Linked DNA regions of Oryctolagus cuniculus: region 2 is linked to region 1. Evidence: chromatin contacts called from public Hi-C data. All regions are on one chromosome and are shown on one strand. The core of a region is the stretch at or near the end of the contact, and the rest is flanking DNA. Distances in the headings are between cores, read along the strand shown.

Region 1 (5,050 bases), core at 1,825-4,324:
TTAGCTTAATGCTTTCCAGTGAACCACGCATTAGAATTGCATTCCTTTCGATTTCCAAAATTTCCAATTGCATGAAAGTGCCGCATTTTGTTCATCTGTTTGTCGGGTAGTAGACACGTGGGTTGTATTTTACGAATAATGCTGCTTTGAGGGCATTTGACAAGGATCCACATGCGCGGACGCCTTCGTTTCTCTCGAGTGTATACCTAGGTGTGGAACTGCTGTATAGTGTCATAAACACTGCCTGTTCTCCCAAGCAGTCGCGCCCTTTTCCCATCTCCACCATCCGTATCTGGGGCTCCCAGCTCTCCCAAACCTGCCTGGGTTAGTGGGTGTGACCACAGCCGTCCCTGGGGGGGTCTGAAGCGGCCTGCGTTGCCTTTCCTTGCTGGCTCGTCATGTTGCACTTGCATGGGCTTCTAGGACTCTTCTGTCTCTTCAGGTGCTTTGCTGATTTTTAAAAATTGGGTGATGTGTCTTGTTATTATTGAGTTACAAGTATTCTCTACACAGTCTAGACACCAAGGTCCCTATCAAATATACAACTTCCAAATATTTCGCCAACCCTGCAGATTGATTTTTCGTTTCTTTGATGGCGTCACAAAAGTTTCAGATTGTAATGAAACCCACATTCCTATTATTTCTTTTGTCAGCTGTGCTTTTATTGTTGTATCTAAGTTTCTCTAACCCAGGGGCATGGAGATTGCACCTCCATTTTCTTTGAAGGGCTTGAAAGTTTTAGCTCTTACCAGTAGACCTGTGATAAGGTTTAATGACTTCTTCTGTTTAACGAAAAAAGTGTGATGGGGCTGGCGCTGTGGCATAGCAGGTGAAGCCGCAGGCTGCAGTGCAAGCATCCCATATGGGCGCTGGTTTGAGACCCAGCTGCTCCACTTCTAATCCAGCTCTCTGCTGTGGCCTGGAAAAGCAGTGGAGGACGGCCCAAGTCCTTGGGCCCCTGCATCTACATGGGAGACCTGGAGGAAGCTCCTGGCTCCTGGCTTCGGATCGGCGCAGCTCTGGCCATTGTAGCCTTCTGGGGAGTGAACCAGCAGATGGAAGACCTCTCTCTCTCTCTCTACCTCTACCTCTACCTCTCCTTCTCTGTGTAACTCTTTCAAATAAATAAATCTTAAAAAAAAGAGTGAGACAGGAATCCACATTCATTCTTTTGTAGGTAAATATCCATTTATCACAGCACCATCTATTAAAATATTCTTTTCTAAATCTTTTTTAAAAAAAGATTTATTTTATTTATTTGAAAGACAGAGTTACAGAGAGAGGCAGAGACACACACAGAGAGAGAGAGAGAGAGAGAGAGGTCTTTCATCAGCTGGTTCATTCCCCAAATGGCTGCAATGGCTGGAGCTGAGCCAATTCAAACCCAGGAGCCAGGAGCTTCCTCTGGGTCTCCCACATGGGTGCAGGGGCCCAAGACTTGGGCCGTCCTCTGCTGCTTTCATAGGCGCATCAACAGGGAGCTGGATTGGAAGTGAAGCAGCTGGGACTTGAACTGGCACCCAAATGGGATGCCGGTGCTGCAAGCCAGGGCTCTAACCTGCTGTTCCATAGCGCCGGCCCCGAAAAATATTTTCTAAAAACAGCTTTGCCTGATATCCGCCCTTCCCCCAACATTGGCCATTGTAACAGTCCACTCTGTAAGGAATACTGGAAGCCCCAGCAGAGACACTGAGAGAGGATGTGTTAGGGAAGTCTGACAAAGTGGACCAGAGGGGCTTGGGGACTGTCCAGGCAGGGACTGAGAGGCGGGAGGATGTGAGGAGGACCCCAGGGATCCTGTCCCCCACCTCCCCCTCTGCAGCAGGAGGCGGGCAGCCACGTGGTCCCACATGACCTGTGGCCGTCCCAGAGCCCATCTGCTTGGCCTTCTCTTTATCCCCCTGACTTAGAGATCAAAGCGATGGCTTGATCAGCTCAACCACAGGAAGCAAGCCCCAGTGAGGACGGTCGGATCGGATTTTGTGGTTCCCCTCGGGCGGAGCATCTCAGTGCACAGAGCAAACAGAGACGTTTGTGTTGCTGAGAGCGGGTTCCACACACACTGGAATCTTCAGGGTTCTGTCGCTAACTCCAGCAGGGCCAGCCAGCGGGTCTGCGTACAAAGCAAGCTCCCCTCACAGAACAATGGAACTTTCCAGCCCCGGGGGAGTTTAGATGCTGGAAACATCTTGCCTGCAGGACCCACTGCCCCAGAATTTTGCAGGTAAATGCAGATGAGGCTGCCCAGCTGGCGACGGGGCGCCTCACTCACAGAGCTGCTCCCCAGGGCTGCGGGCTCGGAGGAGAACAAGGGGACGTGTGTTCAGAGGTGACTGTGCCAGTGGCATGGCCTCGCTGACAACCCTGCAGCTTCGAGGGCAGCCCTTTGTGTTCTGTTCTGCGTGTGCCCTGTGCAAACGTCCCAGCCCCAGAGGCTGCTCCAGATGGGAGACCAACTCCACCCATCAGTTGTCTTTGGTCTGATTATGAAATAATCAGGCTCACTACTGAAAATACGGAAACTATAAAAAGATACATGAAAAGCCACACCCACAACCCCATCACCCAAGCACACTCTTGCTTATCTATGGGAGCGGGATTTGGAGTTTCTCATCTACTGCCATCTCCTCCGAATCGGAATAGCTCCTAGGACGGAGTGTTTGATAAATGTTTGTTGAATGCATGAGTGTTAGTATTTTGGCCTATTTATTTCCAGTCCTTTCTCTTTGTAAGCTTCTTCACAGTTTGCATTTCTCATGCATTTCTGGAGGTGCCCTCGAGGTGAGGCGTGAAATCTGTTTTTAATCTATCAACACAAACGTGCCTATGCCACGAAGATCTTCTGTTAACACTACTTTTAAAGACGCCAAGTATTCCACATCTCGTGTATTCCTTACTTATTTACTTTCATGTTAATACATAGTTTGGGGGAAATACATGTTTCAAAGGCTTGCCCTTGGATGGGTAGACCAGCTGGCTGCTTCACCGAGCTCCTCTGTCTTCTGTGGACCTAGAAGAGTTGCTGAAACCACCGTCCATGGCTTCCCTCCCCTGTCTCACTGGGCTGTACACAGGAGTGGAGACCGTGCCAGAGGGAAGTCTTGAAATTAGAATCAGAGCATGATCTCGTCCGACCATTGCAATTGAGAAATACTTTTTGGATATTATATTGTATGAAGCAATGAATTCAAAGAACTAGTCGTGACGCTAAATCCTGGAAATACATCTCCAGAGTCCAACAGAAGTCAGTCACCTTCTGCGTAACTCTGACTTGCCTTTTCACTCCCTGGACTAGCCTGTTACAGAGCGTTCTATTCGGGTTAACATAGCGCCATCTGGCGCTGAAGAGAAAAATGAGTGCCTGGAACTCCCCCTGTGGAGTTATCTGATTGGAAACACCTTAGAGGAGAATTACATGGGGATTGATGTGTGGTTTCCTGCAGGGTCTCCTTACCCGCACTAGATACACTCTGCCTCCACGTGGGTACCCAGTACACTTTATTAGCTCCTCCACCTGTTAGAGACTTCTGGCAAAACTCACAAGGATTGTCCAAATAGGGAACCATGAATGTCAGAACAGGAAACCACGGAAAAGGGCCAACCACATTCTGGAACCCATGAGAACTTTCTGCTGACACGGCGCAGGTGAGGTGCGGTTGAGGGAAGGCTCATTAGCCCACGGTCAACCACACAGGGCGGAGAAGCTAGGGAAGCACCCGCAGCAGATGCCCACGACTGCTGTTTAATACACGGCATCTACACCCAAATTTCCAAATTGCTAGTATAAAAGAAGGAGCAAGGCTGGCGTTGTAGCGTAGCGGATAAAGCCGCTGCCTGCAGTGCCGGCATCCCATATGGGTGCTGGTTCGAGACCTGGCTGCTCCACTTCTGATCCAGCTCTCTGCTGTGGCCTTGGAAAGCAGTGGAAGACGGCCCAAGTCCCTGGGCCGCTGCACCCGTGTGGGAGACTGGAGGAAGCTCCTGGCTCCTGACTTTGGATCTGCACAGCTCTGGCCATTGCAGCCAATCAGGGAGCGAACCTGCCTCTCCTTCTCTCTCTGTGTAACTCTTTCAAATAAATAAATCTTAAAAAAAAAAAAATGAGTGAAGTTGACTGACATGACAGAGTAGAAAAAGAACTAAGAGAACCAGAAGCAAATTTGTCTTGGCGATACTGATTTTTTAAAGGCCTAAATGAAATCTTTGCAGATAGAAATCTGCAGAATAATATTCTCAAGGATCCACGGATGGTTCCATATTTTAAAATCTGTTTACCCAACATTCATTCAACAGTGCTTGTGGGAGGGGCTGCTGTGTCCCCGAACAGGGTAACTGATTTATCAGCTCCTCGCGCTCACGCGTCCCTGGCTCCCTGCTCACGTCCCTCTCCAGGTCTCCCCTTCACTGTCACTGTGGCGCTCTGAGATCAGCTCGTGTCTCCACCGGTTTGCTTCTTGTGGCTGCTCAGCTCCCCAAGGCTGATGTCCTCGTCTGTCTTGTTCACGTCTGCAGCCCCAGTGTGCAGCCCAGAACCTGACACCTATTAGCCAACTTACGCATTCAGTATTTTGGACATCAGTTAAAAGTCTATGTAATATCGGCTGGCGCCGTGGCTCACTAGGCTAATCCTCCGCCTGCGGCGCCAGCACACCAGGTTCTAGTCCCGGTCGGGGTGCCGGATTCTGTCCCTGTTGCTCCTCTTCCAGGCCAGCTTTCTGCTGTGGCCAGGGAGTGCAGTGGAGGATGGCCCAAGTGCTTGGGCCCTGCACCCCATGGGAGACCAGCAGAAGCACCTGGCTCCTGCCTTTGGATCAGCGCGGTGTGCTGGCCGCAGCGGCCATTGGAGGGTGAACCAACGGCAAAGGAAGACCTTTCTCTCTGTCTCTCTCTCTCTCTCACTGTCCATTCATTCCATATTTCCCTCAATGAATATGGGGCAGGCGTTTGGTGCAGTGTAAAGACATCATTTGTGACATCCACATCCCATGCTGCTGTGCCTGGGTTCAAGTCCAGGCTCCAACTTCCTGCTGATGTGTCCCCTGGGAGGCAG
Region 2 (5,050 bases), core at 1,906-4,405, 110 kb before region 1:
TGTGTGCTGTGTGTGCACGTGTGCTGTGTGTGCACGTGTGCTGTGTGTGCATGTGTGAGGTGTGTGCACATGCGCTGTGTGTGCATGTGTGCTGTGTGTGCATGTGTGTGTGTACATGTGTGAGGTGTGTGCACGTGTGCTGTGTGTGCATGTATGGTCTCTGTGCATGTGGTGTGTGTGCATGTATGGTGTGTGTGTGGTCTCTGTGTACATGCATGTGTGTGCATGTGGTGTGAGTGCATGTGTGGTCTCTGTGTACATGGTGTGCATGTGGTGTGAGTGCATATGTGGTGTGTGTATGTATGTGGTCTCTATGCATGTGTGTGTACATGTACATGTGTGGTGCGCGTGCATGTGTGGTCTCTGTGTACACGCATGTGTGTGCATGTGGTATGTGTGGTGTGTGGTCTCTGTGTACGTGTGCATGTGGTGTGTGTGCATGTGTGGTCTCTGTGTACACGCATGTGTGTGCATGTGCTGTGTGTGCATGTGTGGTGCGTGTGTACGTGTGTGGTCTCTGTGTGCATGTGTGTGTGTGGCGAATGCTCAGAATCTGCAGGGGGTGTGCGCAGTCACAGATTGTGGAGACCGTTCCAGGCGCTGGGGTTTCTACTGCGAGGGCTGCGTGGCTTTGTCTTGAGTCTCGGGCAGCTGGCTCTTCCGGCTCTGTGGTTCACTTTCATCCAGGGGTCTCCACGGTTTCCTGGGGCTGGTGCTCTTGCTGGGGTGGTGGAGACAGTGAGGAGCCAGGACCTGGGAAGTGGGCGAGAGGGGAGAAGAAGAGCAGGGTGAGGTACACAGGGCTGGCGGAAGCAGGAGGGGGAGCGGAGAGGGCGGCCCACCCCTGGCCCCTGAGCTGGCAAAGGCCTGAGCCTGCCAGGCATAGGAGGTGAATCTGCCAAGGCCTCGATCATGTCCCCGGGGTGCAGGGATAGGCAAGCTCAGAATGGGCTGTGTGCAGAGCCAATTGTCACCGCTTCACCCAACAGGCAGTGCTGGCTGTCACAATACTGGTTGACAGATAGCAAGGCCCCAGGTGCCCCCTGTAGCTCCTCCCTGGTGACCCCTGCACTTCCCTGCAGGCCAGCAACTTCAGAGTTAACGTCCAACCCCGCAGGGAGCCCGTGCTGTGGACAGAGCTCCTCTTCTTTGGCTGCTGTCCAGTGATACGTGTGTCACGGTGTTGAACTTGAGCTTTGCCTCGAGTGTGATGGGCAGCCTTGGAAAGACTCCGAGGAGGAGAGTGGCGCGATTTTGCTTTAGCAAGTGTAGGAGAGAGGCTCTGGTGGAAGGCGGTGTCCGCAGGGCTTGGGCTCACTCCAGGAACTGGTAGATGCAAGACCAGGAGAAGCCGTGGTGGTGGACGCTCAGGTTGGAGGTGTGTGCCCGTCCCCTGGGAGCAGGTCGGGGCTGATTGTCCTGAAAATCCTCCAAGGACTGGGAGAGGGGAACCGGGTGACTACAATTCCTGCAGGTTTTGAAGTCTGGAAGGGGAAGGTGTTTCTTGCCTGACGTTCGGATGTTGCAATTCTGCTAAATGGCCACAAGGTGTCAGTGTTATCAACACCAGCAAATCAACGCTTGCTGTCACTCAAGGGTTGAGCCTTAATTATTTGTTGAACAGTATTGTTGGAGGTGCGTTAAGCCTGTGATTATAGAGCAGGTTGAAATTACATTTTTGCAAAAATTAAAGAAAAAAAAGGAAGCAGGAAGGAAGGCGGTTGGTGGAGGGAGGGGAGAAGGAAATATGGTTATCTTCCTAGAATTATATAAATGAAATCTGGTCCCTTTATATTAATAAAAAGCTTAACAAATAAAATGAAATAAAATTTTGAAAATAAAACAGGAGCTTCCGGTTTAGAGGAGAAAAACTGTAAAGGTACTGTGGTCAGGGCATTATTATTATTATTATTATTTTTTAATAAAAAGAGTGTTGGGGCCGGCATTCTCCCGGGGCAGTGGTACCCTGAGCCTGCAAGACCCGAAGTGGCCTTTGTGCTCCTGACCAGCCTCGGCTGAGTCCCCTGTCCTCGTCCAGCCCCTGTTTTCTGTCCGGGCTCAGAGCTTCCCCCCGGGGCTGTTGAGAAGAGTAACTGATGTGGGATGATCCATGAGAGAGAGAGGCAGGCGGAGGTCGGGAGTCAGACCCCGCGGTGTGGACGTGCATCGCTGCCCTTGCGAGACCATCACACCTGCTAGCGCCTCATTCACTCATAGGCCAGCAGAGAAAAGCACTCAGATGCTGCCCATCTCGTAGGCTGGCTGTAAAGACCAAGTGGGATTATGTAAGTAAGCACTCCACGTCCAGTGTAGACCTGGCTCACAACCCTAAGACTTTGCTTTACTACTTGGGTCCCTAGTGCGCGTCTCTCCACTTCACTTGCATTGCACATTCCAATTTGTAAATCTTCTCCTCCCCATCACCATAAAAGCCCCTGAAATGGGGCTGCTGCCCGGGTACATACATGAGTTTCATCACTTTAGCTTCCATGTCCATCACAGGGCTTGGCTCACATCCACAATTGCTAGTGCTTTCTTCTCCATCCTTGGGAGAACCCCACCAGCAGGGAAGAGGAGGAGGCAGCGCTGGGAGGTGTGAGGGGACCCTCTGGGGTGGCAGGGAGCCGCGGATGGGGCCGTGGAGAAGGACCGAGAGCCACCCCTGCCGTCAGTCTGTGGCGGGACAGCAGGCATTTGCATCAGCTTGGACCAAGCTGAGGACGTCATGCTAAGAGGAATAAGCCAGACACAGGCAGACAGACGCTGTGTGAGCTCAGGGACTCGTGCAGTCTGAACAAAGGGAGCTCGTGGAAGTGGAGAGGTAAAGGGGCCCACCGGGGGCAGGGAGGCTGGGAAATGGGGGGTGGGCACTGGCCTGAGGCTTCTCACTTGCAGCTTCAAGATGAGTGGGTTCTGGGGTGTCAGGCACAGCGTGTGCCAGGCTGGCCCATGGCTTGCCTTCATTAACTACCATCTGCATCTGTCAGCTGATAGTTTAGCAAATGCCAAGAAAAATAAAGTGGCACCCGGTTTCCTGGGGACCCCTGAAGCAGCCCCTGCTTACCCGGGACCTCAGGGGCTCCCTGGTTTGGTGCACAACACAAGGGCTCTGTCTCATACAGCAGCTCTGACCATGAGCTGAGCGGGTCTCAGTGCAAGATGCCCCCATGTGTCCAGGAGGGCACCATGGGCCACATGTCAGCCAGGCCCACCCAAGGGAACACCCAGGTTCCCATGGCTTCCCCAGGTCTCCCCCGGGGGAGCCAGGCTGCCTGGCACTCGGCTGTAGGCTGTATCCTGAGACCTGAACACAGCAGGCTGCCCGGGGCCATCAGGGCTCCTCCCTGGAACCCTGGCACTGCGCGTCCCGGGCTCTAGCTCATGGCATACGAATCACACACTGGTTCCCCTCCTGCCCCGCCCCAGCCCAGAGGGGCCGGAGCCCGGGTCTCCGATGGCCGTCCCCAGCTGCTGGGCAAATCTCCTCCCTTCCTCCTCCCCCGCTTTGTCTCTGAGCTGTGTTGTTGTTGGCTGATGGGAGAGGATTGAACATCTGCCAAACATCTGCTCATGTCTCCGTAGCAGCCGGGCAGGAAGCAGCACCGCCCTTGAGCCGCACTGCCAGGGCCTGGGGCTGCCACACCAGGACACCGGGACTGGAGATCCCCTGAGAGGAGACCGGGCCTCTTGCTTGGGTGGGAGGGAGCTGTGGACTGGCAGGTGGGGCCGCGTGGCTCTGCCTTTTCCCGGAGGATGGTGCTGTGGGTTAGTGACACTCCACAGGGCTGGGAAGAAGGCAAGTTAGAGTCCCTCTGGAGACCAGGGAGGGAGGAAGTGGCCTTGACTCCTGGGTGGACATGGGCAGGAGACCAGGGTGTGAGTGCAGGCAGCTTTTGAGGGAGGTAACGAGCTAGGGAAGAGAGGGACGTGGGTGCAGGTGACACTGGCAGCAACCGTGACTCCACCCTATTGTGCTTCAGCCCCTGGAATGAGCCTGGAGCCAGAGCTGTCCCGGCCTGAGGGCCCCAGGCATGGTGCCTCTGCCAGCTCCCTGCAGAGAACGCCATCAGGTGGGGGTCACAGGGGCGTTTGGGCACAGTCTGCCCTGCCCCAGTGACAAGGGGAAGTGAAGATAAAAGGCAAAGAACAGCAGGAAGCCAGGCCTGGGGCTTAGTTCCTGCTCACTCTCTTCCCACACCCTGGTCTCCCCCTCCCCCTCCCCCTCCCTCTCTCCCTCCCTCCCCCTCTCCCCTTGGGACCTGTCCACCTGACCCCGCCTGCTCCCAGCAGCCTCTCTCCTGTGCCCTCTCCCCTCTCTCCAGTCTCCCTTCGGCCTCTCACCTTCTCTGCTTCTGCTGGCCTCTCTTCCTTATGTTGCCTGGAATAGACCTGAGAGTGACTTCCCTCCTGTCTCCCGAGGAGGGCCCTTGAGTCCCGTTCTAAGGTGCTGGCTCCTGCCTGTGCCCTGGAGGAGCACTGAGACCTGGGCCCACCTTAACAGCACAGCCCCAGGAGAGCTGGGCACCTGCCCTTCCCTCCCTGTTGGAGCTGGAGTGGGGACACAGCTCCCTGCCACTTTTCTCCGGGTGACTTCATGTCATCTCTAGCTGCTGACTTTTTCCAACCTCTCTAAGAGCAGCAGGAGTGGGTTTGGGTCCCTTCTTTTGTAAATGCTTCCAAGGGAGGGTGATAGCATACAGCTCTATCCAAACTTACTTTTGTTAAAGAAAGATTTATTTATTTGAAAAGTAGAGTACCAGAGAGAGAGAGAGAGAGAGAGAGAGAGAGAGAGAAACAGGGACACCAAAAGAATGAGCTTGTCCATCAATTGCTTCACTCCCCAAATGCCTGCAACAGCCAGGGCTGGGCCAGGCTGTTGGACAGGGGCCAGGAGCTTCATCTGGGTCTCCCACGTGGGTGGAAGGGCCCCCAGGACTTGAGCCATCATTCACCGTCCTCAATGCGTCAAGTACATTGGCAGGAAGCTGGACCATAACTGGCACTCATCTGGGCTGTGGCAAGCAGGAGCCTACTGTGCCACAAGGCTGAC

What was found. Hi-C and Micro-C count contacts between places; a contact is called where the count stands out from the background.
Region 2: a contact with region 1 is called in a Hi-C map of an unstated tissue, with 6 times the contacts expected there. The contact joins two enhancer-like sites. A contact is called at or near these places in 6 of 6 Hi-C or Micro-C datasets (ear pinna, embryonic fibroblasts, liver and 3 more).

Annotation. Positions count from the first base shown.
Region 1 is chr12:103,920,030-103,925,079 of mOryCun1.1, reverse strand. All of the region lies in intron 2 of IL16 (interleukin 16), which reads left to right. Among named protein-coding and RNA genes, the nearest start is that of STARD5, 58 kb to the right of the region's middle. Within about 2 kb of position 3,074, at least 1 of the 8 cell types and tissues checked has an H3K27ac peak or open chromatin away from gene starts, as enhancers often do.
Region 2 is chr12:104,025,281-104,030,330 of mOryCun1.1, reverse strand. No RefSeq gene overlaps it. Among named protein-coding and RNA genes, the nearest start is that of CFAP161, 15 kb to the left of the region's middle. Within about 2 kb of position 3,155, at least 2 of the 8 cell types and tissues checked have an H3K27ac peak or open chromatin away from gene starts, as enhancers often do.